2 separate regions of the Triticum aestivum genome follow, and region 2 is linked to region 1. The links are chromatin contacts, called in public Hi-C maps. All regions are on one chromosome and are shown on one strand. The core of a region is the stretch at or near the end of the contact, and the rest is flanking DNA. Distances in the headings are between cores, read along the strand shown. Region 1 has its middle 72 kb from the start of LOC123084993. Region 2 holds the start of LOC123084994 (strigolactone esterase D14).

Region 1 (5,684 bases), core at 1,500-3,999:
GCCACCACGTGGCGTGAGCTCGCGCCCTGGTATGGGGGACCTTTAGTACCGGTTTTTTGAATTTTTTGGAAAAAAAATGATTTTTTCGGTTTTTAATTTTTCTGAATTATTTGATGATTTAGTCTCTAATCACCTCTCTTAACTGCTCAAGTGTGGATCACTCATTCCAAATCGCCTGACTTCCCGGCCGGTCACCCATCCTCTCACTCCCCCAGCCTGAGCACGCTTAACTTCGGAGTTCTATTCCCCATACATTCCAAGTCTGCACTTGTTGTTTTCCTGACAAATGTAAGCTGTCAATCCTATTAACCCTCAGCAGTTTAGCTTGAGCATTAGGTCACACGTTTCACCGTTTGAGTTTGAAACTATTATTCTAGAAAATAGTAATTATTTAGTAACATTAATATTTCTTGAATAAGTTTGACCATAGTTTGATCAAATTTGACCAAAATTTAAAAAATTGAAATAATTATTTAGTAACACTAATATTTTTGAATAATTATGTAGTAACATTAATACTTCTTGAATAAGTAGTTTGACCAGATTTAACCAATTTTTTAAAAAAAAAACTGAAATTTGACCATATCTTTTTTTCATTTTGGAATTTGAAGATTCTAAAAAATTGCAAACAGACCGTAGGCGGTCTCCATCGGATGCGAATTTTTGTGCTGAAGTTTTTGATATATTATACATTTTTTTTCCGACATCGTATGCAAAAGTTATAGCCGTTTTACATTTTCCCTACACTTTTTGCAAAACATGACCAAATTTAAGTTTTCAAATTTTCCTAACTAGTAGATGTAGTAATATAACTACCTCTCGAATGATTTTATTTTTTGAAGTTTTTATCATTTTGTTTTGATTTTTTCAGAACTGAAATGGCGACACAGAGGGGGATAGAGTTTGAAAATTGCCCTATAATGCCGGTTTGTGTCACAAACCGGTACTATAGATCAGACCCCTTTAGTACCGGTTTGTGACACGAACCGGTACTAAAGGTGATCGTGGGGCCCCGGCCTGACGCCAGCCTGCCATCACCCCTTTAGTATCGGTTCGTGGCACGAACCGAACCGGTACTAAAGGTTCAACACGAACCGGCATTAATGCATAGCCATTCGAACCGACACTAATGGTACCATTAGTACCGGGCTAAAATCAAACCGGCACTAATGTGTCTCACATTAGGTCCTTTTTCTACTAGTGAGTGAACGTTAGCAGTACTTAGCTCACGTTCTTTGCCCCCTTTGTATTCCCGGTACATGGGGACGTTGCAACATTACCCATTTCACTTAGCAGTCATATATACGTAACCCGGTGGAACTTGCACACAATTTTCTTCATATGGATTTTCACTGACATCATTGCCAAGCTTCATTGCATGAATACATCTTAGTTATGCAAAGGTCAGATGTTACTCATCATAATTTGTATCGGTTTGATGCTATCTTTGAGATAATAAAAATGTCCTTTATCGAACAATCACTACCAGGCTTCAGTAAATTACGCCGATATTTCTAAAATTGGATCCTTGACCCATCACAAAAATAATGAGAGCAGTTGGAGTTAAATGACAGGTGAATATGACGGCCCTCACCAGTCACCAGCCTGGTGTTATCTGAAAGAAAATTGATGTGAAAGCAACTCGGCAGCAGTAAAGATAGAGCCCAAACATATCGGCTGGCGAGTAAGGTTTTATCTTTTGAGCCGCCAAAGAGTAAAGTTGGCTACTCCATGTAAGAGTTTTTTTTTTTTGAGATTTATAATAGGTTTCCTGAATGTCTGGGTTCAGAAAGATCAAGAACTGGTATGTGATTTGTGCTTCCATACAGAAAATGTTACTTTAACACTTTTAAGTAATTGAATTTAAATAACATTGTGTTCACAAAATTGGGACGTCCTATCTGTATCAGCGGAGACAACGACAACTGGATGCTATGACAAATAAACAGGAAAATAAACTAAAGGAGGTTGGCCCCAGGATAAGATAGTTATTTTCATCTGAGTCACCTTTGATTTGATTCTTTCCTTCTTTTTTAGCAATTTACATTGCAAGGACCCGCTTTGCTCAAGTCCATCTAAAAATCGTAAAGCTCTACAGCTAGGTACTTGAACTCTAGCTTATCATGTTGCCAACAAAAAAATACTATCTTATCATAACACACCTAAAGAATTTGGAATGAGCATTTGCTGGCATCTTTGGCAGTATTTTATTTTTAGCACTTGAAATATATTGCTCAGAGGTCCGTTCCACGATGCGTATTTTTCTTTTCTCGGGGGTATAAAAGCAGCCATAGACATATACTCCTTGAATCCTGGGAGTAGGAAGATACAATCCTTGAATCTTGTAGGCAAAATTTTACCAACAAAATGGCACTTTCTCCATGAAAATTAAGAAAAGCATAAGACGGAAGATTGCCCATGGTCAGATAAACCTCCAGGACAAGAAAAGTATACGGCTCAAGCACACCATAGCTGACCAGATGAAGCCCTAGGCTCCACCAAGTAGGCTGTTGATTGGGGATCCCTGATAATTAATTAAGAGCGATCAGCCTGCTTTGCAGCTGCTGTGGCTGGTGATGTGTCGGCATTAGGGACATCCCCATCAGCACGCTATCATCACAAGCATATATGTAAATTGTTTGCCAATCACATTTCGGCGATATTCTTTGTCCACATTGGGGAGATGAGAGCGAGCCCGGCCCTGATCCTCGCTATCCCTGACCCTGCCTGAGTGGACATGGCGCCACCAATGCGTTAGGTCTCCGCACCATAGCAGTTCCGGGATGGCTGACTCGGAGACTGCGATCCGTATGAAATGTAGTCCACAAGTCGCAGATAATATCGCCTCCGGGGCCCATAGAGGATTGTCATGCAGTAGAGCTGTAGAGGAATCCTTGGAAAACGTCTATTAGGCTGTTCCCTTTTGATGCTTCATTTTTTGTAAATAAAAGTCACACTTTAGTAAAAAAAGATAATTTTCTAATAAATGAAGTCTCACAATTTTTTTTGAAGATGTTTCCAATTTGAAAAAACAAGAAATCTTGGAGGGCAATTTGAAAAAACAAGAAAAAAGATAATTTCCTAATAAATGAAGTCCCATCCATCCAGCCCACGACAAAATCAGTATCACGGAGTCACTAGGACTTGGTACAGGCATCTCCAACGCTGAATCCAGATTTTCTCCCACGTCCGTCCACGGATAGGGGGTCAGTTCGCAGACATGGATACGAGAGCCGGCCGTTATCTGTATACAATTCAAACCGCATTTCAACAGATTAGGCGGAATTAATGCAAACCAGCTGATTTTCATATAAACCGAAGCACATTCATTACATTTCAGACATTGTTCACTAAAAAAGCGGTCAGACCTAAACCTATCCTACGGCACCTCCCGTCGTCCACTTTCTTTTTATTTCGCATTGGCGACCATGCACTCCATCTGCCGTCTCCATGAGCGACGAGGTTCAAGACCCGTGAAGTGAAGATGTGGTCTCCGGCGAGAAATAATAGAACATAGGAGACGGACCAGGCCACTTGGGACACCATGCCCTGCCGCCTCCCATCCCCTACTCATCCCTGGAGGAGTTCGCGGCCTGTCCGTCGCTGGTGCCGATGGACGTGAGTTTGATGATGGACGTGGACGGTCCGTCACTGTCGACCTGCCACATGCGTGTTGGGAAACATAGCATGCAATTTCAAAATATTTCCTACGCTCACGTAAGATCTATCCATGGAGATGCATAGCTACGAGAGGGGAGAGCATATTCATACCCTTGAAGATCGCAAAGCGAAAGCGTTTATCAACGCGGTTGATGTAGTCATACACTTTCACGACCCGTCTAGATCAAGTACCGAACGTACGGCACCTCTGCGTTCAACACACGTTCAGTTCGATGACGTCCTCGCCTTCTTGGTCCAGCAAGAGGGGCGAAGTAGTAGATGAGTTCCGGCAGCACAACGGCATGATGACGGTGTTGGTGAAGAACAATCTTCGCAGGGCTTCGCCAAGCACAACGGAGACTATGACGGAGGATAAACTAGAGGGGCGGGGTTGCCGGCACATGGCTTGGTGTATCTTGATGTGTCTTGGGTGCTAGCCCTGCCCCTCTATTTATATGCTGAGCTCTGGGGTCAAAACTTGGAGTAAAAGCCTCCTCAAAGTCGGTTTTGCCCGCTAGGAAGAGTCATTCTCGGACTTCCAGGACCAGACGTCATAATCCTTGGCGTCTGGCCTAGACGCCATGGGCCTCCGCGTCCGGCCCAGGGCTAGACGCCAAGGTCTCCGGCGTTTAGCCACCTGGCCTCCGCAAAACTCCTTTTGCACCGACCTAAAACCCCGTGGGCTTTACCCCTTGGCCTAACCATATCATCCTATATATCAATCTTTACCTTCAGACCATTCCGGAGCTCCTCGTCCTATCTGTGATCTCATCCGGGACTCCGAACAACATTCGGTCACCAACATACATAACTCATGTAATACTATCTCATCAACGAACGTTAAGCATGCGGACCCTACGGGTTCGAGAACTATGTAGACATGACCGAGACACCTCTCTGGTCAATAATCAATAGCGGGACCTGGATGCCCATATTGGCTCCTACATATTCTACGAAGATCTTTATCGGTCGAACCTTATGACAGCATACGTAATTCCCTTTGTCCATCGGTATGTTACTTGACCGAGATTCGATCGTCGGTATCATCATACCTAGTTCAATCTCGTTATCGGTAAGTCTCTTTACTCGTTCCGTAATGCATCACCTCGTGACTAACTCCTTAGTCATTTGCTTGCAAACTTATGATGTGTATTACCGAGAGGGCCCAGAGATACCTTTTCGATACTTGGAGTGACAAATCCTAATCTCGATCTATGCCAACTCAACAAGCACCTTTGGAGATACCTGTAGAGCATCTTTATAATCACCCAGTTACGTTGTGACGTTTGATAGCACACAAGGCATTCCTCCGGTATCCGGGAGTTGCATAATCTCATAGTCGAAGAAATATGTATTTGACATGAAGACAACAATAGCAATAATACTGAACAATCAATATGCTATGCTAACGGATGGGTCTTGTCCATCACATCATTCTCCTAATGATGTGATCCCGTTCATCAAATGACAACACATATCTATGGTTAGGAAACTTAACCATCTTTGATTAACGAGCTAGTCTAGTATTACTAGGGATACAGTGTTTTCTCTATGTATCCACACATGTATTAAGTTTCCCGCTAATACAATTCTAGCATGAATAATAAACATTTATCATGATATAAGGAAATATAAAATAACAACTTTATTATTGCCTCTAGGGCATATTTCTTTCAACGTGCCCCCGAAAGTTGGACGGCGGCGTACCCGTCCTCGACCGCCTGCGCCGACAACGCTGGCGCATGTGCGACCGCGTCCGGTTACGCTACCTCTACATTGCGAGCGGGGACTTGAGCACGTCCGGCCTCGTAGAGCACCCACTCCTCTGCGACGAAGTTCGTGTTCGCCATGACCATGGCGGCCCAGTGTCCTCACTTGCGCGCTCACCGTAGATTTGGCCCTCCGCCGACCGGTGTTGCTCGAGGAGTATCAAGTTGTACGGTTGATCCTACAACACCTGCAGGAATGCCAACATAGGTGAAAGTGCAATCATGCCCTTAATCGTATTTTGATGTTGATAACAT
Region 2 (5,860 bases), core at 1,639-4,138, 250 kb before region 1:
CGCCTGGTGTCGTGCTCGTCATGAAACCAGGTGTCCCAGAGCCCGGAGTCGGGAGCGTACCTGGGGTCATAGAAGAGGTCGTCGGGGAGGAGGCGGCGGCGACGCTCGATCTCCGTGTCGCGCGCACGGCCGCTCGTCGGGACCGGCGGGATCGGGACCCGGTCGGCGGAGAGATGACAGTTATTAGGGAGATGGACGTCGCTCCAGGGGAGCGGCGTCCTCGTCTCCCAATAACGGCGGCACACCGACGCACGGATGTAATGCCGGTCGTGCTCACTGGCGGACGTGGGCGCGATAGAGAAGGCGGGCGGCGCGGGGGCCCGGCGTGGTGGCGATGGCGACGCGGGCTCGCGGCGGCGTTCAGACGAGGAACCAGCCTCGCGGTCGTGTTTGCCTTTGCGGCCCATGGCTGCGGGCGGCCGGCCGGCGAGGTGTTGGCTAGGGTTTGGGACTGGGGCTGTCGGGTTTCGAGGAGGCCGCGGAATGGCGTGGGACAGTGTGGACGACGACCCGTCCACGCTTCCCACTTAAAGAAGGACGGCGACCGTCCGACGTGCGGATGACAGATGGGGCCGCCCGTTCGTGTGCATTGATGTGGACGGGTGGGAGGTAGGTGGCCGCCTGTCACGCGGCCCCGACGCGGACGAGGGGCGCGTCCGTTTGATGTCCGTCGCGACCCAAATCTGACGTAAGTTTGCGCTCGAAATGGGTCGGCCCGGACACAAAACAAACAAGATGAGTCCGGGCCGTCGCGCGCTGAGCCGTCTCCTTTGTCCATTTTATCCAAACGGACGGGGCCGGACATGATAGGATCGCACGGTGGAGTTGGCCATAGTTCGTACTAGTTGGCGGGAAAAAAAATGAATTCAAAGGAATATGCAATGCGGGCGATGACGACGACGACGGCTAATTACCATTGTTGTTAATTAATGCTCGATTGATGCCCACCCATCCAACGCAAGCGAGTTGGATTAGATAGATATTAGCGTCGGGTGGGTTGTGGTTGGGGTTGGGCTTGAGCAAGCAACAGCGCACCAACCATATCAAAAGCTAAGCATCACGCCGATCATCACGTCTGCTCCGGTGGCCCCCCCCACACACCCACTTACCCCACGGCTAAGCTAAGCTAAGCTAAGCATCCCGTCCCAAATAATAAAAACGGCTCGTGTTAGACCAAGCCTATCTTTTTCCTAATCAAATACGAGTAGTACGTACGTACCCCGTGCAACTTGATGTTACAAAATGAGATTTCTCGGAGATAGTGGCTGGATAATAAACCCAGTAAAGTAGTCTGGTAGGTGCAGTGGAGCAGCGCGACACGCCGCTGCCTGCGAATGTCTTGTCACGCCCGAGCAGATGACAAGATGATCGCGTAGTACGAGTCACCGCCGGGGCCAGTTCGGTACGCGTACGCTCGGCTCGGCTCCTAGATGGGAGCTAGGTCAACTTCGTTATCCGCGCTACACGATACTCCATGTCCATGGTGATAGGATGGGCCATGCACGACGTGGACAACCGACCGCCACGCGTTATACTCATCCATAGGAGTAGACCAGAGCGGCAGTAATTTCTTCTCTCTCTTTTACTTTTTTCTGGTGCTAGAACCGGGCGAGCGCGCGGCGGAGCACCTGGGCGAGGAGGCTGGGGGCGCTGAGGTGGGGGAGGTGGCCCTCCGTCGGCAGGGGCTCGATGGTGGTGCGCCCGCCGAGGTGGGCCCTGAGGTAGGCGGCGACGTTGGCCGGCACGGAGACGTCGCGGGTGGTCTGCACCACCACGCACGGCGCCTGCACCATGCCCAGCACGCCGCGGAGGTCCGTCTTGAACACGCTCTGGCAGACGTGCAGCGAGATGTCCGGCCGCATGTTGAACAGCGTCCGGCTGAACTCCTGCACCGCCGCCGGCACGTCCGCGCCCACCGCCAGCGGCGCGTACCCCTTGGCCCACGCCTCGTAGTTGGCCGACATCGCCTGGAACACCTGCTGGATCTCCTCCAGCTCGAACCCGCCGTGGTAGTCGCTGTCGTTCAAGAACCTGCTCGATCGATCGATCGATTGATTGATTACTCCGGTCGGTTAGTTCGCCGCGCGTCGCGTGCAACGGTGCAAGGAAACGAAAAACTATAATTGACCACCCACCTAGGCGAGGCGCCGATGAGGACGAGCTTGGCGAAGAGGTCGGGGCGGCGGATGGAGGCGAGGATGCCGATCATGGCGGAGACGGAGTGGCCGACGAAGGCGCAGCGCGGGATGCGGAGCGCGTCGAGGATGGCGAGCAGGTCGTCCACGTAAGCGTCCAGGTTGTTGTAGCGGCGGAAGTCGAAGTGGTCCGGGTTGACGCTGCCGGCGCAGACGAGGTCGTAGAGCACCACGCGGTGCTCGCGGATGAGGTACGGCAGCACGCGGCTCCACGCCGACTGGTCCGTGCCGAAGCCGTGCGACAGCACCACCACGCGCTCGCCGGTGCCCACCACCCGCACGTTCAGGATCTGCAGCAGCTTCGCCCCGCTCGGCGCGCCCCCCACCATCGCCTCGCCGGAGCTGGACGCCGGGGCCGGGCTGCTACCTCCGCTGCCGCCGCTGCTGGGGCTGAGGGGATGCGTGGACCGGAGCATGAGACGACTGCCTTGGGGCCTGGGTCGCACGGGCGGTGCCGCTCCTTATATACTACTGGCTGGCTGGCTAGCTAGCTAGCAAGCAGCGGAGGCCATGGCGTTCTTGGCTACCTCTCTCTCCCCTCCTCTGCTTTATTCCCCTCGCTTGCTCTGCTCCCCTCTGGATTTCTTTCCTGGTCTGGTTTGGTGTGGTGTGGGCGACGAGAGAGTTTTGTTTTGTTTCCGTTTTGGAGGTGTAGAATAGTGTGATGATGTGCCCAATTATCCACGCCGCACCGGATAAAAAGGAGAGGCACCTAATAATTCTAGCCGCTAGGTTTTGTTTTTTATTGATTTGGTTTTTTGTGCGCGTGACAGGCCCAGAGATGTCAATATGTCATTGTTACAAAATTACTTTGACCCGCTCTGTGGTGCCTAACATCACTGTCTTCTTTATTAGCTGCATATGGGGCAATCGTACAGTTTTGTAACACTGTAATTTTTTGGTACGGTACTAGATTAAGGGGAGTGGCGAGTATATTTTATTTTACCTTTTTTACTAGCTACTATGTTTTATTTTACCTATTAGTAATGCTAGCGCTTGTATTTTCTTTCTTCTCCAATTATAATTGTGGAAATGAAGGTACTTTTTAGCAGGGGTTGTAACCTCATTTTAAGTACAGAAAAAAAATCTTTAGTAAATCGATTTAATTCAGTTTTATTATTTAATTTAACCACAATAAAGTTCCTAAATTAGGCTTTGCACCATGATTACTGCCAAAAATACCAAATTGTATGTTTGAAATTTCCAATTTTAATATAAGCTAAATATAGTGCATTTTCAAATGACTTGGTACCTCCTCCCCCCCCCCACCCCCACGAGAAGGCCTTGACCATATGTTAAAATTCTCCAACCCTTGCAAGACCATCCTTATAAAAGCAGAAAATAACACACATGTTCTTGTGTATATCAACTTTGTCTTCCTTCTACACTTGTCGCCAGTGCGCTGTGAGCAATGCTCGATGCCGCATCTGGATTTGTGAAAGACAATCAAAGATAAGGTAGTGTTGTTGACGCAACGCCAGAGCAATTGCTTGTCGGGGCTAGAAGAAATCAGCGACAATGAACTGGACATTAGATCGCTCTCGCAGAGAAGAAGGTGGCAAAGGGGCTAGACAACAATTCATATCCGACCATATTGAATCGGTAAGGCCTTACGTCACCACCTTCACAATGAAGGTGAAGTTGGTCATGCATCACCAGACGTTAAAGGCCAGAAGATAAAAACAAGAACTATCACATCCACTCCGCGAGGACATCGTTCAAGACCATTTGGACGAAACTTAGAAAAAAAATAGGAACCAAGATTTTGCCTTGACTGAAGTTCCGACTCTCTACCAACATCAACCAGCACCCTCGGGACGAGGACATGATGGGAAGATGTTATTCCATGGCACTAATGATGTCATCGCCTCGCCACCAACGTCGAGCCACCTAAACTGAGTCCCACCTAGAGTTAGGGTGACCAAATACGACCAATCCCAAACTAGGGCTTCCCCCACCTCACATGTACCGGAAGGCACCCGGGGGCATGTGAAACCAGCGGTGCGGATTTACACGTTAGATCTAACGAGCGGGCCTTGAACGTCAGATATACTACAATCAAACTAGCTAGTTTGTATATTTTGGCTGTGTGCGGATTGTTAGTGCAAAATATATGGTTCCTTGTTGCAAACCTCAAAGGTCATGGTACAGTGAGATAATAAAATGAGCCCGTAGACTGAAAAAACATCTTGTGTCGTTCTCGCGAGCGGCGTTGGGCTAACCCTAGCCTCCAACCCACGGTCGCTTCCTCCAACCTCTCTTTCCCTCCCCGTCACGGGGCGAAGCCCGGTTGGCGTCAACGGCGCCAGGTTCCTCTTCCTCTCTTGGCATGTGGCAGCACCGCGAGATGTGGCGGCATAGCGGGGGCGTGGTGCTGGTGCGGGGTGGGGTGGGGTGGCGGCTGGGCTCTCGGTCGGGCGGTGGTGCGGGCGGGCGACCATCCCGTGGTGGTTGCATGGTGGGAGGCCAAGGCGTGGCGTCGGGTTGGGGGCTAGGGCATGGGCGGCACTGAGGGCGCAGATCCAGCGCGGATTTGGCCCTGCAGGGGCGACCACGACCACCGGCCGGGGGCGAGGCACTCGGCAGCCTCCTCTAGATTCCTAAAGGTGTGGATCCGTTGGGTTGTGGAAAGGGTCTTGGGCTGGGGCAAGTTCATCTTCACGTGATCCTTTCAGCCCATCGCGCGGTGGATGCGCCCATTGGTGAGGTAATCGCGGTGGCTTAGGCGGCCACGGTTGATGTTCGATAGCGGGGCACGGGTGGTGGTAGCTCCTCCCTTCTCCTAGATCTAGGCCAGCAGCGCGGACGGCTCGCACGATGAAGAAGGCAAGGAACTGGGGGGTCTGATCTCGCCGCGTGTGTCCTGGAGGCCTCATGGTGGCACGGTAGAACTGCCGATCGAAAGCTCCGTGCTTTGTCGCCGATGACAGCGACGCGCACGAGTGCCGCTCTCATCCTGAAGATGTCGTCGAGGTGCTCTTCTCCGAGTCAAGGTTCCAGGTGAGAACTCTTGTCTGTTTGGACTTGGCAGCTTTGACACTTGGCGTTGTTTTCCCTCCTAGGGGTGTTGTCATGCAGCTTAGGTGTTTTAGGGCGTTGTCGTGAAGCTTAGATGTTTTAGGGCATTGTGTGGCTTTGTACTCAGTCCATCCCGACTCTCTTTCGGTAGCCTAGTCGTGTCCTTGGTGATACGCTTATTCTAGGATCAACATTGTTTGAGGGCTACCCTGTTCTGCCATGTACTCTGGTTGATGGTTGCTTTATATATAAGAGGATCTCCAACAGGCACGCTAAAAGTTTTTTACAATGCCGAACTACTCAGTTGCTTCAGCAGGCGCCCAAAAAGCGCCAGTGTGCCGCTTCAGCAGGTGCGGTAAAATAGAGCACGACGCACAAACAACACATACAAGATGATCTCAAACATCCAAAATATGCAAATTTCACACAGACAAGATGATCTCAAACATCAATGAGAAACATAGCACAATTCAAAAAATGCAAAGTTCCCACAAACAAGATGATCACAACCAAGTTTATGACAAACAAGTTCACACAAACAAATTAAACATCAACAATCATTCCCCATCTTCTCCTCCTCATTTGCCTCCTCTTCTTCGTCCGTTTCTTCTTCTGATTCTCCATCCTCTTGTTTGTTCTCTCCTTCA

The links. Hi-C and Micro-C count contacts between places; a contact is called where the count stands out from the background.
Region 2: a contact with region 1 is called in a Hi-C map of leaf, with 5 times the contacts expected there. The contact joins the promoter of LOC123084994 here to the enhancer-like site in region 1. A contact is called at or near these places in 2 of 5 Hi-C or Micro-C datasets (both in leaf).

The regions. Positions count from the first base shown.
Region 1 is chr4A:38,037,751-38,043,434 of IWGSC CS RefSeq v2.1, reverse strand. No RefSeq gene overlaps it. Among protein-coding and RNA genes, the nearest start is that of LOC123084993, 72 kb to the right of the region's middle. Within about 2 kb of position 2,749, at least 1 of the 8 cell types and tissues checked has an H3K27ac peak or open chromatin away from gene starts, as enhancers often do. A contact at or near this core is called in leaf, where this site is marked.
Region 2 is chr4A:38,292,208-38,298,067 of IWGSC CS RefSeq v2.1, reverse strand. It overlaps LOC123084994 (strigolactone esterase D14), which reads right to left and starts at 2,888. Exons shown (of 2, transcript XM_044506545.1): 1 at 2,136-2,888; 2 at 1,151-2,031. The coding sequence starts at 2,611. The coding sequence ends at 1,599.